Linked DNA regions of Mus musculus: region 2 is linked to region 1. Evidence: chromatin contacts called from public promoter capture Hi-C data. All regions are on one chromosome and are shown on one strand. Each heading gives the region's core, a stretch centred on a gene start, on an enhancer-like site or on the middle of the called end of the contact. The rest is flanking DNA. Distances are from core to core; before and after follow the strand shown. Region 1 overlaps Clasp1 (CLIP associating protein 1). Region 2 overlaps Ralb (v-ral simian leukemia viral oncogene B).

The links. Promoter capture Hi-C pulls out the DNA fragments that hold promoters and counts their contacts.
Region 2: a promoter capture Hi-C map of embryonic stem cells shows a contact between it and region 1, with 5 times the contacts expected there. The contact joins two enhancer-like sites. A contact is called at or near these places in 2 of 39 promoter capture datasets (embryonic stem cells and hippocampal neurons) and 1 of 115 datasets of contacts at active chromatin or transcription factors (embryonic stem cells).

What each region holds. Positions count from the first base shown.
Region 1 is chr1:118,537,878-118,540,575 of GRCm38.p6, reverse strand. It overlaps Clasp1 (CLIP associating protein 1), which reads right to left. Exons shown (of 43, transcript NM_001359328.1): 26 at 1,207-1,310. Among named protein-coding and RNA genes, the nearest start is that of 2900060B14Rik, 80 kb to the right of the region's middle. Within about 2 kb of position 1,360, at least 15 of the 459 cell types and tissues checked have an H3K27ac peak or open chromatin away from gene starts, as enhancers often do. A contact at or near this core is called in embryonic stem cells, where this site is marked.
Region 2 is chr1:119,498,316-119,501,013 of GRCm38.p6, reverse strand. The region is part of intron 1 of Ralb (v-ral simian leukemia viral oncogene B); the gene reads left to right. It also overlaps the pseudogene Gm29454. Among named protein-coding and RNA genes, the nearest start is that of Ralb, 5.1 kb to the left of the region's middle. Within about 2 kb of position 1,378, at least 46 of the 459 cell types and tissues checked have an H3K27ac peak or open chromatin away from gene starts, as enhancers often do. A contact at or near this core is called in embryonic stem cells, where this site is marked.

The DNA.
Region 1 (2,698 bases), core at 111-2,610:
TTTCTAATGCACTCTTTCTACCAGCCAGGAGGCAAGTTCAGCAGAAGCTGACCCAACAGGAATATTTGCTGTGCCACAGACTGAAGGAGCCATGTGCACTTGATGTTTTTTCCCCCAAATATTATAATTAATATGCAAAATCCGCCCCCCCCCCATGCTTTACAACTTTAGAGATTAAATCTTAACATTTAGGAAAATTTTCTGTGTGTGTGTGTGTGTGTGTGTGTGAGAGAGAGAGAGAGAGAGAAAGAGGGAGAGAGAGAGAGAGTCAAACTGGGGTGCCATTCCTCAGATGCTGTTGACCTTGCTGCCAGCCATTCCATCTCCCTGGCACTGGGATGCCTGGGGTGTACTACCACACATGGTGCTTTATATACACAGGTTCTGGGCTTTAACCCAGGTCCTTGTGCTTCCACGACAAGTGTTTTATTAGCTAGCTCTCCAGTCTCAGCTATTTTTCTCAAATACTAAGTTGATCCATTTTGGGGGGTGTGGGTGACTCTCCTAAGTCAGATTCATATAACAGAATAAATGTAAGTTTCCGGTCTCAAAGCCTGTGAAGCAACAGAGGCAACGGGGTGGAAACCAGGAAACAGTGTGGGAAAAGAAGCTATGATATACAGAAAACAAAAGCCATAGCTAGATGACATGTGGGGAGCCCAATGCCATCAAGATTTCCTGAATACCCAGAAGCATGGGTCAGGTTCCTGACGCCGCTGTTTCCTGGAAGGCCAATTTGACTATGTGTCGTAAAAAGTGTGAGAGGAAAAAATAACAATAAACTTTACATAGCTTTTCTTTTTCTCCTGTGAATACATATGTGCTTTGTGAGCACGGCCTTGGCTGTCCTAACCTTACTCACTTGAGACAGGGTTTCTCATGAGATCCTACAGAGTACTAGTATGGAGTCTAGCTGGCCAGCTGGCTCAGAGGACCCCGTTTCTGCTCTCTGGGAATACAGGCAGGTCACCCCTGAACCTGGCATCTGAACTCACGCTTGCCTGTGCTTTGGTGGTTGAGCCATCATCCCAGCCCTACTCACACACTTTGGAAGAAGAGTACAGAAGACAACTTAGTCACCTTACTTGAGGGCACTTTGATGTTAAGACAGAATATACAGATGAGTAACTGTATCACCTCTCGGCCTTTTGGCTAAGATCAAGTGCAGATGAGTAACTGTGATTCCATCCTCCCTGTGCCCCTTACCAGAGCGTCAGCCACTGCTGCTTCCAGGTCAGTGCTGGTACTCAAGACTCTCATGGCGTTCACAGAACCAGGGATTCGTCCTGACTGGCCCAGCCCAAACCGATCTATTCAGAAAACAAAAGCAGAACCTGTTAGTCTACTTACATTTTCTCAGTCCTCTGGAGGAGTCCTGCCTCCTCCCACTAAAGACAGAGACACCAACATTCCCTAGCCAGTTTGAACTGCACGGGACTTGCCTGCCAGTGGTAGGGACTAAGGTACTCACATTTAACACTAATGGGTCACAACTTGGGCTTTTCCTTCTCTGGATTTTGATTTTTTAAGTGAAGCCTGTTCTAGACATTATGTTCCCGACAGGGCTTGAGACAGATGATAGAACTTATTATAGAAGCAAACGGGGCCTTTGGTTGAATCTTTTAATCTATTTAGCTTTTCTTCTAGAGGAAAGTAAGTGCCCCTGATGCTTGTCCAACATAAGCAAGTTTCATGGTTTGGGAAACAAGATTTCATACAAACTGATGGAAAAAGTAAAACTCTGAGATAAATTATTACACTGACCTTAATTTTCCTTAGTGTTATTAAGAGTTAATGTTAGTGTTTAAATTTACTAAAATTACCTAATAAACACCACAAAAAGCTAGTGACTTCTTTTTAGAACATTATCAGTATAAATTTTACCTGAGTCCCTTTAAGGATTTTTGAATGATAAATTTTATATAGAAAAGGCAGAAAGAATCAAAAAACTTAAGATAAGTTTTTACAATTTAAGCAATTATTTTAAAGTTCTTATTTAAAACCGTGTGTGTGTGTTCATGCTTGTGTGTCTGTGTGAGTGTATGTCACACATGTGCTCAAAGGCCAGAAAAGGGTGCCAGATGCCCTGGAGCTGGAGTGAAAGGCTGCCTAATACAGGTGCTGGCAGCTCAGAATGGGTCAGCGGTAAGCGCTCCTAACCACGGAGCCGCCTCTCCAGCCCCCAAGGCTGTTCTTCATCAGGGTAAACCAAGACTTTCTTGTTAAGGTCCCACTAAGCCAGCTGACCAGCTTTACCAAAGCTCCAGCAGGAGAAAGACTGTGGAGCTATGCATTCCAGGAAGGACTTAGCGGCCACTGAGGAAAGGTTTACTTATCAAAATTCTAATACTTAATTAAATGTTAAGATAAAAACTATGTCCTTCCTGAGTTAATAAGGAAAAACAAATCTCTGCCTTCGCCACACTTCAGCATTTAGAATACGCTGGGATGTAGCATTTTACAGGAATTGGTCCTTCTTCTTAAATTACATGTTAATTTATTGATTATTTTGTGGGGAGGGGATATGGTACTCAGATGGGAGTCAGAGGACAACTTGCAGGAGCCAGTTCTCACTGTGTGGGTCTCAGATATAGAATTCAGGTTGTCAGGCGCCTTTACCTGCTAAGCAGGCCCTATGAATTGACTTACTTATGAAATGATACATTTAAGCTTTTGGACAGAAAACAAGACATCATCA
Region 2 (2,698 bases), core at 129-2,628, 960 kb before region 1:
TCTGTTTATGTGTCCCATGTGTGCAGGAGTCAGAAGAGGTCAGAACCCTTGCTTGAGGTTCCCTCCAGTTCCCTTGAGGTGAGAGAGGTGGATTTGAGTCACTGTATGGGTGCTGGGAACCGAACCCAAGTCCTCTGGAAGAGCAACCAGCTCTCTTACCACTAATCCATTGCTCCCTGCACTCCTGTGAGCTTCTGGTCCTCCTTCCTCTACGCACTCAGTGCTGGGATAACAAGCGCACACCTCTATACGTGGTTTAGGCAGTGCTGAGGATTGAACCGGGACTTCATGCGTGCTAGCCTCACATTCCACAACTGAGTCACATCCAGACTGCCACAGGCCTTCTCCAAGACTAGCTTCCAACTTTTTTTTTTCTTTTAAAAGGTTTTCTGTTTGTGTGTTTTTGTTTTGAGAAAGGTCTCTCATGTAGCCCTGGCTATCCTGGGAACTCACTATGTAGACCAGGCTGACCTCTGAGTTACAGAGATCCACCTGCCTCTGCCTTTTAAGCATAGGATTAACGGCGTATACCACCTTACCTAGCTTCTTTATAAGCACTCTTTAGACTAGACACTATTGAGGTGGTTTTTGTTGGGGTGCCTTCCAAAGCATGTGGGTACTGTAGAGGATAAAGACACATCTTGGGTTCCTGCTGTTCTAGAAACTTCCATGGTATACTTGAAATTTCATGTTCTTTCTTCTGGTTCTTTGTCGTTAGACACTAGAATTAATCAGCCAAATATGCAGTCGCTTTAGAAATTAGAAATTTAAATCTTACTGTTCCCCAAACCAAATAGAACACAGAGATTCTTTTAGATCAACTCTAAAACAAGTTGGTGGGCAAAAAAAAAAAAAATGTTGATAAAGTGATCTTTGATCTCCATGGTGAGCAGCTGAAAATGATTATCAGTTCGTGTGTGTGGAGATTGTATGCACACATGTGTGGAGCTCAGAGGACAACATGGACTCTCTCTCTCCAACCATGTGGTTCCCAGAGATAGAACCTGGGCTGCCAGGCTTGGCGGTTTCACCTTCCTCTGCTGAGCCGTCTCACCTGTTCTTCCGCCTAATTACTTTTTAAATTTTAATTCTATTTTATTTTATTTTATAGTCTACGGAGGCTTTTCTGTTTGAGCTTTGCACCTCTAGAGAAAGGACCCCAGGGGTCTCCCTCCTGTGTGTTTTGGTCTCGCTTCTTTGTGGTCCCTGATGCTAGCTGGGGTTGTCAGCACAAGGAAACCAAACTGACAGCGTGGACACAGATTGTTCTGCCATTTCTCTAGGTGTTTGAGTTGCAGATCAAACCTAGGGCTGATCGCGCTACACTTGCTCAACCTGCCCGTGAGGGTTCACATTGATTTTCCCAGCTCTGTGATCATCAGTGATGCAAACTCACCATGTGACCGTGCTTCATCATCACAGTTAGGAACCGAACGATGGCTTTGACACATGGCCTGATGAGGACCCGGCGTTTGCCTCTCTTCTCAGCATTTTTGGTGCTCTTGAGAGCACCTGCCAGGACATTCATGGTGATGAGGAGTCTTTAATTTTATTTTTGAGACAGGGTCTCACTGTGTAATCCCCAATCTGAGGTAGTGCAAACAGAGGCATCATTATATAGAGCAGGCTGGCCTGCCGCTCTCAGAGGTCCTCCTGCCTCCGCCTCTCAGATACTGGATTAAAGATGTTAAACGCTATGCCCGGCCACCTTCCGATTTGAGATGTGGTCTCCAATTGAAGCTGAGGCTTGCCCATTCTGTTAGACAGGCTGGCCAGTGAGTCCCAAGGATTGTCCTGTCTCTGCCTCTTCTGTTGGGATTATAGAGAGATCACTACACTGTTTCCATGGGTCCTGGGGATCTGAAGCCAGAGCTTCACACCGCACGGCCTGTGCTTTATCCACTGTAGTATCTTCCCAGCCCCCTTCTTCTGGTCTTACCTCACACAGGCTCCGCCTCTCTCTACTGCATGACTACAAAGTCAGTCTGCTACTTCTGTTCTTTGAGACTGGGTGTCATGTAGCTAAGACTGTCCTTGAACTCTGTGTGTAGTTGAAGACAGCCTTCAATCCCTGATTCTCTTGTATCCCCGTCCCACGGGTGCGATTACAGAGGTGTACGTACCAAACCAGCTTTGTGTGGTTCGGGGAACAAAACCCAAGGCTTTAAGCACACGAGGCAAGCACTCAGCTAGCTTGACCATATTTGCAGCCCTGTCTGCAGAGTCTTGACTGGACCTTGCTTCCTTTTGCTTCAGGACTTCCTTCCTCCCTGCAGAGAGAGGCAGTAGGTAGGAAGTGCTGAGCATAGCAGCTGAGAGAGGCAGGGCCACTGGGCAAAGGTTTATGGGCCTGTTCAGAAAAGGGGCTAGATGGTATCAGTGGTAAGCCATTGGGCTGCTACATTTACTGATGTAGAAAGTTCACATGGACTGGGGAGATGGCTCAATTGGTGAGGTCTTGGAATGCAAGCACAAGTGCCCAGGCTTGTTCCCCCGGACCCATGCTAACACAAAGCAAAACAGAACTGTGGCAGCTTGAGTTTGTAATCTCAGTGCTGGAGAGGTGCACACAGGCGCTTCCCCTGGGGCTTGCTCAGCCGATCTAGCCTGAGCAGTGAACTCCAGGCCAGTGGGAGACCCTGTGCCTGCCTAGAGTGCCTGAAGCCCTGGGCTCCGTCCACAGCATCACAGAAAATCA